Regions from separate parts of the Zea mays genome. Here regions 1 and 3 are each linked to region 2. The links are chromatin contacts, called in public Hi-C maps. All regions are on one chromosome and are shown on one strand. Each heading gives the region's core, a stretch centred on a gene start, on an enhancer-like site or on the middle of the called end of the contact. The rest is flanking DNA. Distances are from core to core; before and after follow the strand shown.

What was found. Hi-C and Micro-C count contacts between places; a contact is called where the count stands out from the background.
Region 1: a Hi-C map of leaf shows a contact between it and region 2, with 7 times the contacts expected there. The contact joins the promoter of LOC100502175 here to the promoter of LOC100272657 in region 2. A contact is called at or near these places in 3 of 25 Hi-C or Micro-C datasets (ear, leaf and tassel).
Region 3: a contact with region 2 is called in a Hi-C map of ear, with 3 times the contacts expected there. The contact joins the promoter of LOC100193389 here to the promoter of LOC100272657 in region 2. A contact is called at or near these places in 6 of 25 Hi-C or Micro-C datasets (ear, endosperm, leaf and 1 more) and 1 of 3 datasets of contacts at active chromatin or transcription factors (leaf).

The regions. Positions count from the first base shown.
Region 1 is chr6:156,561,752-156,564,528 of Zm-B73-REFERENCE-NAM-5.0, reverse strand. It overlaps LOC100502175, which reads left to right and starts at 1,403. Exons shown (of 22, transcript NM_001366990.1): 1 at 1,403-1,612; 2 at 1,693-1,973; 3 at 2,078-2,170; 4 at 2,264-2,466. The coding sequence starts at 1,725.
Region 2 is chr6:156,769,934-156,772,633 of Zm-B73-REFERENCE-NAM-5.0, reverse strand. LOC100272657 reads left to right here and starts at 1,404. Exons shown (of 9, transcript NM_001147115.1): 1 at 1,404-1,875; 2 at 2,104-2,172; 3 at 2,475-2,531; 4 at 2,666-2,700. The coding sequence starts at 1,555.
Region 3 is chr6:156,909,020-156,911,719 of Zm-B73-REFERENCE-NAM-5.0, reverse strand. LOC100193389 reads left to right here and starts at 1,293. Exons shown (of 1, transcript NM_001138518.2): 1 at 1,293-2,700. The coding sequence starts at 1,327. The coding sequence ends at 2,538.

The sequences.
Region 1 (2,777 bases), core at 154-2,653, 210 kb after region 2:
CCTATGAATATTATGTGTGTCATCATCTTAAGATGTAAAGGCTTGTGAGTGATTTACCTTGCTGAAGCGGTAAAGAATCCACCCATAGAGAGCACTGTGGATTATGGGAGAGCGTCACCTTATTGTAGATGCTTCAACAAGGATTACTAGGAAGTATCGAATTTTTAATATCTAAGAAGAGCATTATCATGTTTTAATCCTTCTTTACATTGAGCATCTATACACCATCAATTCATTTCTTGTATTTATATTACAAAATTTTCCATGCTGGAATATGATTGGAACCTAGAATAACTCATAGGTACACATGTTAAATGAGCTCAACAATAGAATTTATTTGTTTCACTTGCATAACTTCGTCCTTTCTTTCGTGTTGCTCCACGAGTTCCATTATATTATATCCCGTTTGGATGTAAATATTGAAGCACAAAATTATGAATTGGAATCACCTTTCAGAATTATTATGTTTGGTTGCATGGAATTGAAATTTGGATTCAGAGACCCTATTCACTGGAATTGGACTACAACTAGAAACTCACTCTCTCAATACAGAGCATCAATCCTTTGTATTGAGTGGAATTAGACGACACAATTCCAAACTCCAATTTAGTGACATCCAAACAATATAATTAGAATCACAACCCATTTCAATACCATGGTTGATTTGTAATCTAACCAGATTCAATTTCACTACTCAGTTGATTGTGCATTGCTATATTATATGAGCGGACTTTATTTTAATAAGGCATAAAATATATGTGTTTTATTGGTTAAGTGGGTATATGTGTGAAGCTAGTGACTAAGGTTCAATTCAAATCCCATCAAATCTCGTTTATGCACATTTTTTACTTTATTTTTGCATTAAGTGTAAAGGATGACACGTGACTGATGCTTTATTTGGGGGTGTTTGGTTGCTCCTGCTAAAGTTTAGCCCGGGTCACATCAAGCGTTTGACTTTTAAATAGGAGTATGAAATATAGACCCAACCAACTGGACTAGATTCGTCTCGTCTTTTAATCTTCGGCTGACAAATTAGTTTTATAATCAGACTACATTTAATACCCGGAACGGAGGTTCAAACATTCGATAGGACATGAGCTAAATTTTAGCGAGGTGTAACCAAACACCCCTTTACAGAGAAAGAGAAATTAAATCAAACGACACTGAATCCGTAGATATAAATCATGTTTGCTATATTTTTTATATAGTTAATTAAATAATTTAGAATAGTAATAGTTTTTTAATTAAACCGTAACAAATAAAAAAATGGAGGAATACTTTTGTCATACTTTAGCTTTAGCATCTTCACCATACAGTTGAGTGTCTCTCGGATCCACCTGTTTTTGCTCTGTACAAACTTTGCTTAAATTACGAAAGAAAAAGGAAAAGGAAAAGTCTCTCGAGAATTCGAAATAATTGGAATTAGATCGTCGTGGGGATTCCACATCGTAACCACTGAAGACGAGGCGGCGGACGAGACGGAGAGCAGAACCGCGCAGCGAAGCAGCAGCGGCGACAAGCCCTCGCGTCGGTAGAGGCGCCGTCCGCCGTCCGCCCCCTCAACTCCGGTAGCCGCTGGCCGCTGCAGGTCGAGTCCCGTCGAGCCGACTCGGTAAAACCTCCCCAAACCTCCACTTGTATCACCTCTTTGGTCTACATCAGGACACGATCCGACTCTGGGTAGCTCCGCAGCGCTTCCCGATCTGGGTGGCCGCGGCGCCGGCATGGCGCGGTTCGAGGTGAACGGCAAGTCGGTGCAAGGCGTGGACTTGCTGCGGCGGCGCCACTGGCCGTCGCGCCTCGACTTCTGGCCCTTCCTTGCACTCTATGCGCTCTGGCTGCTGCTTGCTGTCCCGGCGCTCGACTTCACTGACGCTCTCATCATCCTTGCCGCGCTCTCCGCTGCTCACATTCTCACCTTCCTCTTCACCGCCTGGTTCGTCGATTTCCGTGCCTTCGTCGGGTACTCTAAGGCGAGTCGCCTATCAATTCTTAACCCATCTAGTCAGCATTATCCATATCTGTTTGAACTCTTTAGGTTTTAGGGTTGAACTGCTTGAGCTTGGTGATAGTGCAGGTCAAGGATATCCATGCCGCTAACACGTGTAAGGTGACTCCTGCTAAGTTCTCGGGGTCAAAGGAGATTGTACCTCTGCACAAACAGAAAAATGTGAGTTCAAAATCCCTATTTCCCACGAGAGCTTGTTGCGCCTTCATCTCTCTCCTCGGGGTTACTGAGTGTGTTGTTCGAGGGTTTGTTCAGGTGGCCTCAACTTCAGCTGCAGGTGAGACAGAGGAGATTTACTTTGATTTTCGGAAGCAGAGGTTCATCTACTCGGCTGAGAAAGATAACTTTTTAAAACTCCGGTACCCAACGAAGGAATTGATCGGTCATTATGGCAAGGGCACTGGTTATGGAACTGAGGCCAAGATTAGCACCGCAGTGGACAAGTGGGGCAGAAATGTGTAAGCTGCATCGCTACTTTCCTTCCTATTTCATACTGTGCTTTCAGTAGTCGAGCTACAGAACTTTTAATTGATAGCTATATAATCAAGAATTGCATAGATCAAACACGAGAAACGCAAATGTAGTTTAAGAGGGTAAGGCTGAACTAAATTTAAGGTTAATGTCTTAAACAATGCCCAATTGGATATTAAAATTTGCTTCATCCAGCACTACCTGAAGGAAATTCACAATTCAACTTCTGTGGAACCCAATATGAGAGTGGATGAGTGTTGCTGATCTGTGATGCACATTTATTTCACATGTCATCCAC
Region 2 (2,700 bases), core at 155-2,654:
CTTAGAGCAACTCATGTAGATCTCTTAAAAGACTTCCTGAATCAATAATTTAAGTAGTTAACATAAAAACTTCTCTCCAACAGTTCTCTAAATGAACTTTCTAAATTTAGCAACTTCTCATATAACCTCATTTTCTCTCTACATTTGGCAACCATTTAGCAACTCCCTAAACAAAAATGTGGAAATGTGGACTGCATTATGTAGATAATGAAGGTAATTGGTGACATTTGTGACTTATTTTTTTGATGTGGATAAACACAAAACAAAACTACAATCTATATTTAGAGAACTATTAGAGAACTCACATTTTTTTACTCCCAAAGTTACTTAGCAATTTCTTAAATCTGTGTTTTAAAGAGCTAAAATTTACATAACTATTGGAGTTGCTCTTAGGCCCTGTTCCAAGCCTCTAGAGCTAATTATTAGCAAGCTAATAAGGGACTCTCCAGTTTTGACTATCTATTTATCTCTCTATAAAGACTAAACTCTATATGTATCATCTTATTGCAACAGACTCTCCAGCAGCCAAGTTAGTTTGGCTAGCCAAGTTTGGCTAGAGAGAGGGCCAATTTGGAGAGTCAGATGACTTGATGAGTTGGATGGCTAGTCTATTAGAGAATTGTTTTGCAAGTAGCTAAATTTTAGCTTGATGGGTCATTTTGCTAGTCTCTTGGAGATGCCCTAACAACAGCTACTACTAACAATTAGTTGGTCTTAGCAGGTATTCCACATCCTAGTTTATAAGACATAACTACTTTTTGTTCTTATCCTATAATATAAGATGTGTTCTCTTTAAGTATACATACATCGATATAATATTATGAGGGTGTTTGGTTTCTAGGGACTAACTTTTAGTCTCTCCATTTTATTCTATTTCAGTCCCTAAATTATCAAATATGAAAACTATGTTTTAGTTTTCGTATTTAGCAATTTAGAGACTAAAATAAAATAAAATATAAGATTAAAAATTAGTCCCTAGAAACCAAACACACTCTATATAAAGATTTAAATATATTTTTTAGTCTTTAAATCAAAAGGGTACCTTGTATATCAGGACGGGTGGAGAAACTTCAACGTGTCCAATCACTGCACAGAATAAGCCACCCAAGGCCACAAACAATGCACCACGCTCCTTCCCAACCGGAGCGGCGCCCCTATCCACCCACGTGCATCGCGCGACCTTCGCCTATCTATGCCACAGCCTGGTGCCGAGGCGCGAGGCCTCCCCCCGATGACCGGACCGTCCGGACGTTCACCGGCTCCCCACTCCCCAGTCCCCACCCCACACCTGCACTGCACAGTGCCCTGCCCACCAAGAGCGAGAGCGACGCGGGCCCAAGCCTCCAAAGTCCAAACCCTTCCCCACACCCAAACCCGTGGCGCGGGGCAGCCGGCAGGGCGCGCCTTCGCCACCACAATTCCACAAAGAGACCTCGCGCCCCACCAGTCTAATCTCCCGCGGGCGGGCAGATAACGGCTCGCGGTACGGAAAGGGCGAGAGAGGGGGAGCGGAGAGCACCAGTCCACCGAGAGGCGCGGAGCAGGAGGGCACACATGGAACTGGAGGAGGCGGTGCCGCCGGCCGCGATGGTGGGGGAGGACAACGCGGCGGCGCCGACCCAAGACTTTGGGCTCCCCGCTGAGCTGATAGCCGTGCTGCCATCGGACCCGTTCGCTCAGCTGGACGTAGCGCGCAAGATCACCTCCATCGCGCTCTCGCACCGCCTCGGCCTCCTCGAGGCCGAAGCAGCGCGCCTGCGCTCGCAGCTCGCCGAACGCGACGCCGAGGCCGAGGACCTCCGGGAGCACGTCGAGCAGCTCGACGCCGCGCTCGCCGTCGCCACCGGCCGCCTCCGCCACGCCGAGGAGGAAAAGGTAACCACTAATCAGTTTACTTATTAGCCGCCTGGCTGAGTGGCAGAACTGTGCTTTCCGTGGAATGGTGGCTTCGGTCGGTCCCATCTGTCGGCGACTCTGGTCCCGCGACGCTTGCGCCTAATGTCATCTGTATTCCACCAATGTGTAGCTGCGTGATTTGGGCAACTCAAATTACTTATAGTCGAATGCTTCTTCACCTTCTGATCGTGGACGATGGACGTACAGGACGCACTGCAGCGGGACAACTCTGAGCTGTCCAACACCGTTAGGAAGTTGAACAGAGATGTCGCCAAGGTACCAAAACACTATTCCCTTGCACTTTGGGAAGAATTTGACAGATTTCCTTGTGTTGCACTACTAGTTCGGAACGATTTCGTAGCAATCTCACCATAATTTCGAACTGAACTTTGTAGTCCTTAACATTATAATGCAAAAAAGGAATGTCAATAGGTAGTGAAAATGTTAACCTGTCAATCATTTTTCTCTCATAAGCATGTCCAACCATTGATTGGTGCTGAACATAAGCCTCGATTTCTATACCACTTTAAGCTCCATAGTTGTGTACCTTACTGCCTATATTTTACTTTGTTGTGCAGTTGGAAGTTTTCAAGAAGACACTTGTGCAGTCACTCCAGGAAGATGACAGCAGTGATGTAAGTCTGGCATTCAGGCTATGTCTAATTGTTAACTCAAGAACCCACAAATGACTAGCATTTCAATTTTTCCCTTGTTTATATTTCTAGCTGAATTGAGAGTGATTTCTGTTTTTAAATTACTTTTTTCATAGAATACTGCTCCCAGGGAAAGAGCTGCAGCAGCTTC
Region 3 (2,700 bases), core at 44-2,543, 140 kb before region 2:
GGTAGAAAGTAGATCAGCGCTGAAATTTCTATATATTAAAGCTGGGAGCAAATACGCTCTCCCAGCCTATACACGTCAGTACTTTTTCTTTTGTCCGTATGATCAAAATCTAACGGTGCACGAGGATGACGCTAGATGCATCGCTTTCTCTGTGGCTTCGTGCAGTCGGCCGGACAAAGGCTGGCAATGTGGGCACGCCATACCACACAGGAGGAAGCCACGTACACGTTGCTGCCTGCCAGCTAGCCTGCCAAGGCCTTGGACGATGCGCCGGTTCAGGCGTAGCCTACCGCATGCAGCGATACTGTGGCCAGACAGGAAAGAGAATAAAAAGTATCTCCCAAAAAAACAAGAATCAATATGACAAAGAAGGCAAGCACGAAGGCAAGGAACGAAAGCACGTTATATGCTGGATACAAACACTTTAGATAGGAGAGGATACCCTAGCTATTATAGAACAAATCTAATATTTTTATATAGATCTGTGTAAAGTTCGATGTTAATCTTTTGTTGTGTTATATGCATATTATTATAAATAAGAATAAAATATTGTATTAGTTGTTTTATACAATATTTGTTCTCTACAACAAAAAAACATGAAAATTTTTCTATATCTGTATCTGAATTTTATATCTATCATTTAAAAAGATATATAATAAATTTGAGGTTTACTTTCTATAAAACTTTTAAAGATCATTGTAAAAAATAAGAATCTAAACTTACACAACATATTTTATATCCTATTTATTCATAATAATAAAAGACAAAAAATAATATCCGACTTTTTCATCCCTACTAATTTAGAATAGTGTATAGAGCCTACTAAACTCAATCTTCCTTCCTATCGGCTGTTGGATGATACCGTTGGATGATCAATGTCAATTCTAATCGTACATAGACCACCACGACTACTAAAAACAACATGTGCGTATATACATAATCATTGTTAGATTAGTTATATAAAAAAACTACGCTTCCAAATAGCTCCCAACAATATCTACGTCGGTGTTTTTTTCACTTGGTATGATTAAGATTCATGTCGCATGACCACTCTTCATCGTCTGTAGCGAGCCAGCAGCAGGCCGCGCGCTGGGCGAGCGGTAGCTACTAGTGCAATTGAACCGACGTAGGCTAAAGCTTTGGGGCTGAGCTGGGCGGCAAAAGTTATTTGTACGCGGGCCGAGCTGAGCCTGGACGGCTACGGTGTGCGAATTAGGCCCGGTCCTGTGTCCTCTACGGCCATGCTCAAAACACGATACGGTGGCCTTCCCTGCTCACACACAGCGAATCAACGCTGAATTCACCATCCAACGGACTGCACCCAACATGCTTGCGAACGTCTGCCGGCGGCGGCTCACCATCCCCCTCTCCCCAATCCTCGCCGCCGCCGCCGCCGCCGCCAGCGGCAAGAATCCCATCCACTCCAACCACGCGCGCGCCCTCCTCTCTCAAAGCTACTACTCGTCCGCCGTTCAGGCGGCGCCCGACCGCGAGCCCTGCCCCACTACGGTCTCCTACCTGGTTTCCTGCGGTGTCTCCCCCGCCGTCGCCGCCGCTCGCAAGGTCCGCATCCGGGACACGGACCGGGCCGACGCAGTTCGGGCCCTCCTGCGCAAGTACGGCTTCTCCGAGGCGGATATCACCCGCACGGTGCGTTTAGACCCGCTGCTGCTCACCTTCGATCCAGACCGCACCATTCGCCCCAAGCTCGACTTCTTCGTCTCGCTCGGGATCCAGCCCCGCTTGCTCGCCACCGAGCCCCACATCCTCGCCCGCAGCCTGGAAAAACACATCATACCCTGCATCGAGTTTTTCCGCACCATCCTTCGTACCGATGACAACATCCGCATCGCCGTCTCCCGCGTGCCCCGCGCGCTCATGACCGATATCGAGAGCACCATGCGCCCCGCCGTCGAGGCGTTCCTCAGCCACGGTCTCTCCATGGAAGCCATCGCCAAGCTTCTCATGATTCACATGGGAATGATCAAGACACCGCCGGAGCGCATCCGCGAGGCCTTCCATGACCTCAAGGCGCTCGGCCTCCGCGTCACGGATACGGGCTTCCTCTACGGCTTCCGCGTCATTTGCAGCCTTAGGAGGGAGACTATGGTGCGCAAGGTGGCGGTTTTCAAGAGCTTCGGGGTGTCCGAATCTGACCTTTTCAGGGCGTTCAAGACGCAGCCCACCATACTGCTCGTCGGAGATGAGACCATAAAGAAGAAGTTCAGGTTTTTCTTGGATGTGATGAAGCTTGAGATAGCTGATGTGATGGCGCAGCCACTGACTCTGGCGTTGAGCTTGGAGAAGAATATCATGCCAAGGTGCGCCGTGCTGAGCATATTGATGAAGGAGGGTAAGCTTAAGCGGACACAGAAGTTGATTCCACCACTGCTTTCCAATTCTAGGGTCTTCTCGGAGAGGTATGTGTTGAGGCATGCTAAGGATGTGCCTGATGTTGTTAAGGCATTTGAGGGCAAGATTAAATTTCAAGGGTTTGGGGAATCAGAGGTTAGGACTTCTGTGCCACTGAATGACTGAAGCCCAAACCCCAGGATTCTGAAATCATGCTTATTTGTTAGAGGTAAGGCAGATCAATGCATGTTTGCAATTGTAATCTTGTTCCATTCATACTCATAGTGAAATGTCTATTTCTGGGGCCATGTCGAATGTCATGGTTTTGCATTTTTATGATACCCATGC